Linked DNA regions of Sus scrofa: region 2 is linked to region 1. Evidence: chromatin contacts called from public Hi-C data. All regions are on one chromosome and are shown on one strand. The core of a region is the stretch at or near the end of the contact, and the rest is flanking DNA. Distances in the headings are between cores, read along the strand shown.

Evidence for each region. A called contact is a pair of places that touch in the nucleus more often than the background predicts.
Region 2: a contact with region 1 is called in a Hi-C map of liver, with 2.8 times the contacts expected there. The contact joins the promoter of EP300 here to the promoter of L3MBTL2 in region 1. A contact is called at or near these places in 2 of 47 Hi-C or Micro-C datasets (heart right ventricle and liver) and 1 of 2 datasets of contacts at active chromatin or transcription factors (alveolar macrophages).

What each region holds. Positions count from the first base shown.
Region 1 is chr5:7,275,478-7,280,956 of Sscrofa11.1, forward strand. L3MBTL2 (lethal(3)malignant brain tumor-like protein 2) reads right to left here and starts at 2,156. Exons shown (of 17, transcript XM_021091462.1): 1 at 2,011-2,156. The coding sequence starts at 2,034. It overlaps LOC110260636 (a long non-coding RNA gene), which reads left to right and starts at 4,077. Exons shown (of 3, transcript XR_002343887.1): 1 at 4,077-4,290.
Region 2 is chr5:7,391,740-7,397,218 of Sscrofa11.1, forward strand. It overlaps EP300 (histone acetyltransferase p300), which reads right to left and starts at 2,776. Exons shown (of 32, transcript XM_001929213.5): 1 at 1,403-2,776. The coding sequence starts at 1,496. LOC110260836 reads right to left here. Exons shown (of 4, transcript XM_021093101.1): 4 at 5,100-5,479.

The DNA of each region.
Region 1 (5,479 bases), core at 906-3,405:
GTGACTTAATGCTGCAAGCTGTGGCAACACCAGACCCTTTAACCCACTGCGCTGGGCCAGGCGTTAAACCCGAGCCTCTGCAACAACCTGAGCTGCTGCAGTCAGATTCTTTTTTTTTTTTTTTTTTTTTGTCTTTTCTAGGGCCGCTCCTGCGGCATATGGAGGTTCCAGGCTGGGGGTCTAATCAGAGCTGTAGCTGCCAGCCTAGACCAGAGCCACAGCAACTCGGGATCCGAGACGTGTCTGCAACCTACACCACAGCTCAGGGCAACGCCAGATCCTTAACCCACAAGCAAGGCCAGGGATGGAACCCGCAACCTCATGGTTCCTAGTCGGATTCATTAACCACTGAGCCACGACGGGAACTCCCTGCAGTCAGATTCTTAATCCACTTTGCCACAGTGGGGACACCTCAATTTTCTCATCTATAAAATAAGAAAAATATTTGGCTCACAGGAATGTAAATGAGATAATGTATATATAAATCTACCTGCCATGTAGTCGAAAAGGTGTGAGGAGTTTGGGCTCTAGGCCAGGGATCCAATACCATCCTTACTGCTTTCTAGCTGTATGGCCTGAAGCAGATCCAACTCAGTGCCTCGACTTCCTCATCTGTAAATGAGGGCAGTTCCACCTATTTCACAGACTTTGGGGGAGAAGTAAGGGTTAATATAGGTAAGACACTCAGAAAATTGACTTGCCCACAGCAAGTGCTCAATAAATGTTGGCAGTCATTACTGGTTAAAAGCATGGGTTCTCAAACCAGATTTGCCTGAGTTTGAATCCAAGTTCTCCCACTTATTATCACCTGTGGGATTCTGTGTTAAGATATTTAACCTACTGCTCTTAGTTTCTCCATCAGTACCAAGGATATAATAACAACACCTTCTATAGAGGACTGCTGTGAACACTGCTAAGATGCCTCAAGTCTAGCTGTTTCCAGCAGTTACTGAAAGTTCAAAACTGAGTTATAACTTTTATTCTCCACTTTATGGTTATTCTCCTTGACCCTTGTATTGTTTTTGAGCTCTTCCACTTTATATTTAAAACTACAGGAGTTCCCCTCCTGGCGCAGCGGAAACCAATCCGACCAGGAACCATGAGGTTGTGGGTTCGATCCCTGGCCTCCCTCAGAGGGTTAAGGATCTGGCGTTGTGGTGAGTTGTGGTGTAGGCCCCAGATTCAGCTCGGATTTGGCGTTGCTGTGGCTGTGGCTGTGGCATAGGCTGGCGGCTGTAGCTCCGATTCAACCCCTAGCCTGGAAACGGCCATATGTCGTGGGTTCAGCCCTCAAAAGCAACAAACAAACAAAAACAAAACAAAAACAAACCTACATATGCAAATATGCTAGAAAGGTCACCAAATTCAAATGTAAGGTGACCAGGAGCCAAATGATTACTGGATGAGTGGGTTACAGGTTGTGGTACAGTGGAAAAGATAAGACAGGTCGAGTTTTGGAACTTGGCAGACTTAGTGACTATCTACACTTTACAGCCCTGTGACTCTCCTGGGAAGGCTCATCACCTCTCTAAGCCTCAGCCACTCGAACCATGCAAACCAGACAATAACATAGGACTGCTGAGTATCGGAGAGATAATGCACGTGAACGCTCCAGGCACGGACTGTTTATTAAACTTTAATAAACGGACTGTTCATGAAACTTTAATCTTCCTTTACTTCCCATCGGAATGTGACAGGCCTCCCTCACGATCACGAAAGACCACCGCCACGAGACAAGGAGGAGGAAGACGATGCTGGAGCGCTCAGATCCTGAACCCCACTCCCCTTCCCCTAGGCCAGAGGGGCTGCTCCTCCCTCAACTCCTCGGCTCCAGCGGCGCGCGAGCAAAAAGCACGGCCAATCGCCTCCGGCCCGCTCAGCCTCACTACCTGTGTATCCATCCTCCCGCCCTCCACCCTCCAGGCGTCGCTCAAAGGCCTGAGGAAGGGTCCACCGAGTGAGGCTCCCGGGGTTCCCTTCCCCAGGCACGAGACGTCCGCTCCCTCTCACCTCGACGCCCCGGGGCTTCTCCATGAGACCTAACACCCTTTCTTCGACCGTCACCAGGTGCAGGAAGCCATATTGGCCTGGCCGCTCTTCCCGAGCGCACTCATTGGCCGCCTCTCAGAGCCTCGGGCCAATCAGGCTGCGGGAAAGAGGAAAAGCCGGTTCCGCGCTAGCCCCCGGCCCGCCTCTCTTGGAGGTGGGGAAGCAGCGGGCGCTTGTGGGACTTGTAGTTCCCTAGTGGGTGCGTGCTGAAGCGGGCGTTGCCACAACGAAGGGGAAAGCCCCCCGCCTTAGCCCTGCTGCGGCTTGCGGGGACTGTTACCCTTTATCCACGTAGAGCTGTTTACATCATTCTGACCCCATTCTTCATTAAACATCATTGACTACCTAAGATACGCACTGTTCAGGAGCTGGGAATAATTTCGCACTCTCCCTGATTAGAAATTTAGGGTGCTTAGAGTTCCTGTTGTAGCTCAGCTGGTTAGGAACCCAACTAGCATCAGTGACGATGCAGGTTCTATCCCTGGCCTGGCTCAGTGGTTTAAGGATCCTGCGTCGCTGTGAGCTGTGGTGTAGGTCACAGACGTGGCTTGGATCTGGGATGGCTTGGCCCAGCAGCTATAGCTCCGATTTGACCCCTAGCCTGGGAACTTCCATATGCCCCACCTGGGGCCCTGAAAAGAAAAAAGAAAAGAAGGAAGGAAAGAAAAAGAAAGAGAGAAAGAGAAAGAAAGGAGTTAAGTATACAGCAGTTATTTCTGCTGGGCTCTGGTTGCTGCTGTAGTGCTTGTCTGATCTCTGGCCCAGGAACTTCTTCATGCCACCGGTGAGGCCAAAAACAGAGAGAGAGAGAGAGAGAAGCAGCAAGGAGACAAGTTAGAAGGCACTTGTACTGATCCAGGGGAAGGATGATGGTGGCTTGAATCAGGCCAGACTTAGAAGGCTGGCAAAAAAGTAGAAGAATTTGAGAAATATATTGGAGGCAGTAATTAATTGTTTGGAGTAGGTTTGGAAGAGGGAGGAATCCAGAGTGACTCTGGGTAAAGGTGCCTGTCTACTCTGGATAGGTAGACAGTGGGACCATATTCTGTAGTGGTTAGAAACTGTACAAGGAATGAATGAGTTTGGAGTTAAGAATTCTTGGAGTTCCCTTTGTGCCTCAGTGGTTAACGAATCTGACTAGGAACCTTGAGGCTGTGGGTTCGATCCGTGGCCTCACTCAGTGGGTTAAGGATCTGGTGTTGCCGTGAGCTGTGGTGTAGGTCAAAGACACAGCTCAGATCTGGCATTGCTGTGGCTGTGGCGTAGGCCTGCGGCTACAGTTCTGATGAGACCCCTAGCCTGGGAACCTCCATAGGCTGTGGGTGTGGCCCTAAAAAGACAAAAAACCAAAAAAAAAAAAGAAAAGAAAAGAATTCTGCTTGACTTAGCTCCCTAGCAAGCTAAGGATCTGGTGTTGTCACAGCTGTGGCTCAGGTCACTGCTGTGGCGTGGCTTTGATCCCTAGCTCAGGAACTTTCACATGCCATGAGCATGATGCAGCCCAAAATAAAATAAAAGAATAAAATTCTGTTTGGTCTGAGATGTCCCCAAGAGGGCAAGAAGGCAGTTGGAGCTCATCAGAGAGCCCTGAACTAGAGATATAAATTCCACAATTTTGGACAACCTCTCCTTAAAATAGAATGAGAGTCTCTAAATCCAGCTCTTTCTGATACACTATTTTTCATCACAATGCACATATGATCAACAGCAGAAGAAAGTTGAAACCTAAGCTTTCCAGCTTCCTGCCTTTGCAACAAAAGAAACAGAAATACCAGGCTTGGAGTTCCTGTTGTGGTGCAGTGGAAATGAATCCGATTAGGAACCATGAGGTTTCAGGTTCAATCCCTGGGTTAAGGATCGGGCGGGGCCATGAGTTGTGGTGTAGATCACAGACTCGGCTTGGATCCTTTGTTGCTGTGGCTGTGGCGTAGACCAGCAGCTGTATCTCGGGTTAGACCCCTAGCCTAGGAACCTCCACATGCTGAGGGTGTGGCCCTAAAAAGAAAAGAAAAAAAAAAAAAAAAAAAAAGAAGAAGTAACAGGCTTTAGGGGAGTGACAAAGCAGAGGCAGGACCTCAGTGACAGGAACTATTAGCACAAGTTGAAATGGACATTAATTAGGAATTCAGCTGAAACATCTTGTGAAACACAAGTTTCTAAGCAACAGTGGCCACCTTGGAACAGTGTGGACGTTTTCTCTGCCATGGAGCTCCTGGGCCTGGGTGTGATGCTGTAGCAACGGTAAGCTTTTTGGCTGGTCTGAGCCATGCATCTACACACAACCTCACATACTTCCCCCTTTTTTGGGGGCCTTCCCTCAGTAAGTCACTGTCCCCCTCTCTGGGATCACTCATCTCTCTGTTGGATCATTCCCAATAGCAGCACAACTCGCTCATGTGTCATCAACCATTCTATTCAAATAAATCCCTTGAACCCACCTCCTCTGTCCCCTGCCATTGTGCTGTTCCCCCACCCCCCCATAATGTCTCGAAAGAATTGTCTGCACACGCTACCTCCATTTCTTTCCCTTCTCCATCTGTCCCCAACGCCACCAAAATTGCTCTGCCAAGTTCAAGTACACCTTCTCTGATGTACAGCCATATCTCTCTTCTCTTAGTGGCATATGACATAACTGATGATTCTGTGCTTCCCGAAATACTGTCCTTTCTGGTGTCCCTCTTGATTTTTCTCCTGCCTCTCCGGCCAATCTTCTTTCTGTCCTGGGCCGCCTTCTTTTCTCAGTGTAAGTGCTATCTTTCAGTCTTCAGCCCATATGTTTGTCCTCTGAGTTCCAGACCCATATATCCATCACAGACATAATATATTACATCATGAACTACAAAATGAATATTTCATTCCCTTACCCCAAACTTATTTCTCTTCTAGTTTTTCCCATTTCAATATCCAGCACTATCAGCCACTCAGGAACTTCCTCTTGATTCCTCCTTCTCTATCCCTTCCTTTCAATCCATCAGCAAATCCCTTTAATTCTCCAAAACCTATTTCAAATATTTCCTCTTCTTTCGATCCCTGTTGCCTCCCTTAAATCCAGATCGCCATCATCTGTCCCTCCTTTGGGTTTCTTTTTTTGTCTTTTTTTTTTTTTTTTTTGGCCTTTTTAGGGACACACCCTCAGCATATGGAGGTTCCCAGACCAGGGGTCTAATCGGAGCTGTAGCTGCCAGCCTACGCCACAGCCACAGCAACCCTGGATCCTTAACCCACTGAATGAGGCCAGGGATGGAACCTCATGGTTCCTAGTAGGATTCATTATCCACTGAGCTATGATGGAAACTCTCCTTTGGATTTCATTGAAGCCTCCTGGCTGGTCTCTCTTACCCTACAGGTAAATTGGATTGATTAACTCCTCTATGCGGTGATATGCAGACAGGCTGCTTTTTTCCATATCTCACTACCCTTGTCTGGCCTT
Region 2 (5,479 bases), core at 1,526-4,025, 120 kb after region 1:
CGGACTCTGCAAAAGTCCCACTGCAGGTTACCTCAGGCTCATGATACAACTTTCTCCTAAAACCAAAGAATCCAGAGTATTTGCCATATCCTCACATTTTCACCCAAGCATAGTTCTAAGAAATGAAGCCTACTTAGAACTATGCTTTTACAAGTTCTCTACAAACTCGAAGGGTACATTTAACTCCATTATGCACCCTCCATAGCAGATGGAGGGATGACGTTGAGCCTGCTCTCAGGGAGTTAAAGAGATGCTCCGTAGTAAGGGGAACAGCGTGTAGACTGTCAGATGGTCAGCCATTCTTAGTCTTCATTATCCTGGCACCTCCAACAACTATGAGAGCAAAAGCGAAGGCCTGTGGCCATCAGGATAGCACCAAACTAATCGCAAGGGAATAGATGGAAGTCTTCCTTGACCAAAGGGCCAGTCCACAACCAAGTAAAAAATTTGAAGAGCTCTTTTAAACTGTTATCTGAATCTCCATATATGTTTAAAGTGTAAAAAGAATACACATACAGGAAACGTACTTAATGTACATTTTGAACTTTTGTGTGATCAATTCATGTTTGCAGTTCATGATTGGTGCTCTTTCACTGCTAATCTTGATTGCCAAGTACATAACTCCATAAAATCAGTTATGCCCCTCAATCTTCCCCAAAGAGAAAGTAACTACAAACTGCAAAGAAAATGCCTCTACTCTCTTCCAACCCAAAACCCCAGAATTTCAGACATTTCGATCTTACACCAAAGAAATAAGAGAAATAAAATGAACTGCGCTCCATATTGATTTTTAAAGCAAATAAGGAGTGGAAGCAAAAAAAGCTAGCAATGGCAGGCAAAGTAATTCACGCTAAATTTCAGGTTTGACGTTTAACTTCACGTCAAACTTAAAATCCTGGATCGCATACACACAAATAATTAAAACCAAGACTTTTTACACACCCATTCTCAACAGAAAATCTTATGCAAAGAGAAATTCTTGAAGAGTAGAAAGGAAACAGGACAAGTGAGATTAAGAAGAAAAGATTGACAATTTCTCATATACCAACAACAACAAAAGAAATTAAAAGTCAAACTGCATAAAAAACCCTTACATGTAAACGCACTGGCAATTCCAAAATTAAACTGTATGGGAGCAACAATAAAGGCCATTTCTACAGCACCACTCAGGAGCTCTAATTCCAGAACACACATCGATATGACATAGTGTTGCAATGAATGTTTTAGGAAGCAAAGAAAATGGTTGGGCTACTGGACGCCTTCGACCAGCTCATTCAAACACCTTTAAAATTAATCAAGAGGCAAAGAAGTAGGAAGAGAGGAAGAAAACATGGACGAATAAAGGTGCAGCGAGCAGAAAAGATCAAGGAGGAGGTGGGAGGCCTGGGCTCCCAAGACTAACCTGTGCCATCGCTGGCGGACGCCGAGAGGGCCGGAGATGAGAGTTTAGGCCGCTTGGCTGAAGGCGGCCCCGGTTCCACCACATTCTCGGCCATTTTTAATTCTTTCGGAGATACAGGCGAGGAAAACGAGAATCCTCGGGAAATCTCTTCTTCAGCCCGGGGTCCCCGCCCGGATCCCTGGGGTGGGCTTGGGGGACTCCGCCGGCCCCCGAAGGGGGTGGGGGAAGTTCCTTTTTCTCTTCGCCGGATCGCGGTGGCTGAAGAGGGATGCGGACTCGATAGAAAAGGTAGGGGCGAGCGCGAGGGGCCGGGCCTGGGCCCAGGCCCGGAGGAGGGCACAGGCACACAAATGCGCCGAGCGCGTCCGCTGCGGCGAATTCCCGAGAACTCGCGACTCTAGAGGCGCAGTCCCCGGCCCGCCACGGCCGGCCCCTGCCCAGCCGAGGTCTCTCGGAGCTCCGCCGCCGCCATCAGCTTCTTCCTCCTCGGCGCTGTCCTCCTCCTTCTCATCGCCACAAGGAGGCGGGGGCGAAAAGGGGGGAGAGGAGGAGGCGACGAGAGACACTCACCTCCTCCCGGTGCCCCCTCCCGGACCTGAGCCCCCACCCTCCGAACCCTCCTCCTGCCGCCGCGCTCCGCGCCGCCGCCGCACCGGCCCCTAATGGCCGCAGAGAGCTCGCCCGAACCGAGAGCCAGGCTGGCGCCGCCGCCTCACATCGCGCGGCGGGCGGCGGAGGCGCGGCGAGGACGCCGGGCCCGGAGCTCGCCGACCCAGAGGGCCAAGGGGGCCGGGCCGAGCCGCGCCGCCCGCGCCGACACCAAGCCCACCGAGGAGGCCCCGCTCTGGCGGGCGGCGCAGGCGGCTTCCCCTCGCGCCGCGCTCTCCTCTTTCGCTCTTCCCTCCCGCGGAAAATAAATAAATACGGCCGCCGCTACGGCCCCCACCCCCGGCGACCAGGTGCCGGGAGCGCCCGCCCCCGGGGCTCCGCTCGGGGCCGCCCTCGGCGGCGGGCGAAGGCGCCGCGGGGCGCGGGGTTATGTAATGGTCCCCCCTAGGCGTCGACGCCGGCCCGGCTCCCGGGCCGCGGTGGGGGTGTGTGCGGGCGGGAGGGGCTGGGGGTCGCCTCAGCCCGTGCGCCCCGGGCCCCCTGCCACTGTCTCGGCCCCTGCCGCCTCTCTCCGGCCCGGCTCCCCTCCGTACTCTCGCTCTCGCAGTTCGCACTCAGCCCGGCGTCCCGCTTGCCCACTCTCGCCCGCTCCCTCTCGCCCTCTCTCCCCCCCAGCCTAGCACACAAACAAGATGGCGGCTGTTGTTTCTTCCCTCTGCCGAATCCTCCTTACAGGCTAGCGGTAGCAGCGGCGGCCGGAAATGAGCCAAAGGGGGGGGTGAAAAAAAGGGGAGGGGTTGGGCCTCCGGAGGGAGGTGGCAGGGGGCGGGGCCTCGGGCCTAGCGGCTCACACAATGGGGGAAGAGGATCCGGGGGCGGGGCCGGCTCCAATCACGGGATCCGCCCAAGGCCCCAACGCGGTTGGCGCTTCCGCAAACTCCCCCGGCGTCACCCGGTGGCTCCCTTTAAAGGGGAGGTTTGAGGGGGGGGGGGTCAGGGGCAGACTTGGGATCTATTTTCAGTCGGTGGACACTTACCAGGGAAGGTGCCTGGGCTGGGTCTCTGCGTAGGAGCCCGGTGGGAACCGGGGGTGACGGAGCCCAGCAGTTACGCCGGGAAGGCGCCAAGTCACCGCACAGGTGGCGGAATAGGAGCGCCGTGGGGATGGCCCTGCGCCCCGGGCCCTTAGCTGACTGGTCTTCCGAACCCCGTTGAATTTAGCAGGCAGAGGATACCCTGCCGCTCGATATTCCGGGCCAGAGACAGTGCGTTCTTCTCCATCTCTTAACCAAATGGAAAAGCTCATATCCAAAAACCACGCCGATTACGAGTTGTTGTTTCCTTTTCCCCCTAACTTTCCAGTTTTTTTTGCCAGTGAACATACATTATTTTGATAATCAGGAAACAAAAATCACAGCAGCGAGAAGATGTTTTAAGACCAGATCCAAATTATTTCTTGCTCACCACGTGGACACACGCCCCTACCAGGTAGCACTCTAACCAAAGGAGCCTTGAATTATTTTCTGAACACGTCCTGGACCTGAAGACATTTTAGGGTGTTTCTTTTAACCCACTCTCAAAAACCAGCTTGAAACAACAACAAACACGTTTAGGCAGTGCCTTAAAGATAATGTATGGGGAAAGAAGCAGAAACATACTGTGCTTAAGGTAATGTAAGGAGGGAAAAAAGCAGAAAAAGAAGTAATGATGGAGGAAAATGCTTGAATATAAATAAAATGTATGTGTGACAACTGTTGTGCAAAGGAGGGCCTCACCAGCATTCTTTCGCATTCCTACACGTTACAGGATTCCTCCGTGTTTGGCCTTGGGTAAATTGGTACTCGAAGTGGCAAGGTCTCCCTAAAGAAACTTCTATCAGTAGTATCAATGGAGATAGTTAAAAACTTTTAAAGCGTATTTCAAGTCTCATGCTCCTTAGTTGATGTTTGCCTATTGTCGAGTTTACTTTGTTTTTTGTTGTTGTTTATTGCCTCCCCCTCTCCCCAGAATTGAACTACTTGTTTATTGAATTTTAAATGAATAGGAGAATAACTTTTAAGAGCCTAGGAGTGAAAATCTTAACGAAGCAACTCAGGTTCCCACCAAGGATGAATGCTGTTGTGTGATTTCAGGCCTCATTCACCTCAACTGCAGTAGAAAAGCAGGCAGATTGAAAAGGACAGTTCGACTTACCTTAAAGTTGTTTGGATTCACCAGGTAGGGCTAAGGTCGGAATGGGTCAGAATGATTCAATTATTTTTAGCTGTTTTACCCACACTCTCAGTAAAGAGAACAGAGGAAAGAAATGTGGACAATACCTGCAAATTTCGCCTGTATATTCCTCAGGGGAGGTTGCTCATCTGACTTTTTGAAGAGTTTCTGACTTTTGGGCAAAGATTTGCCTAGTTTTGCAGAGACTAAACAGTGTTCAAACACCTAGCCAAATATACTGCGGGACTAGGTATAGGAAAGGCTCAAAGAAGATCTGAGGGACATCTCGTGAGAAAATTCTGCTAAGAAAGAGGAGTCAGGGGACCATGGACCTGCCCCAAAGGAAAGGCTCTACTGTACACAGGGGATTCTGATGTATGGCACTTCTTCCTGGGATTGATTCCTCTGGGTTTTACCCTGAGTCCAACCCTGAAGTCAGCCATGTTGGAAGTGGCTGGAGAAATGTTATCGCACAAAATGCAATCAAGGTGAAACTGCAGGTATGTTCAAAACCAGAGAATTGAATCTTCAGCTTGGCTTATAGCTAGCCTAATCAAATCTTTTTTATTTTATTTTATTTTTTTTTAGCTATGGGGATATTTTATTAGATGCCATTATCTAATCAAATAAATTTAATTGATTGTGGAATGCTACTTGTAGATGAAGAGTGGGTTCATGAAGAAAGAATTGTCTGCCAGTAGCCGTGTGGTGGGGGCAGGGAAGGGAGGCACATGAGACAGTAGAGGCATATGAGAAGTAAGAGCTGGGACACTGGGTTTAAATTCTGGCTCTGTCACCTAGCAGCTCTGTGACTTGGGCCAGTTCCTCATAGGTAAAATGGATTTCTTTCTTTTTTCTTTTCTTTTCTTTCTTTTTCTTTTTTTTTTTTTTTTTTTTTGCTTATGCCTACAGCATGCAGATGTTCTTGGGCTGGGGATTGAACCTGTGCCACAGCAGTGACTCCTTAACCACTAGGCCACCAGGGAACTCCTGGATTTCTTGATTAGACTTTCTTTATTGTTGTGAAAAGTAAACATCATAATTTATGAACAATGCTTATTACAGTGCCTAGCATATGGAAAGTACTCAACATGCTTTAGTTGTTTGTAGTTATCCTTTTCAAAAGGGATGGAGAATGAAAATGCAATGTAAGGTGATTAGCAGTGCCCAGAGCCTGGCCATTGCTCCTTGGCTACCACACTGGCTTCTCCACAGTCAGAAGAAAATGCCTCACAGGGTCATCTAACTCCTTTGAGA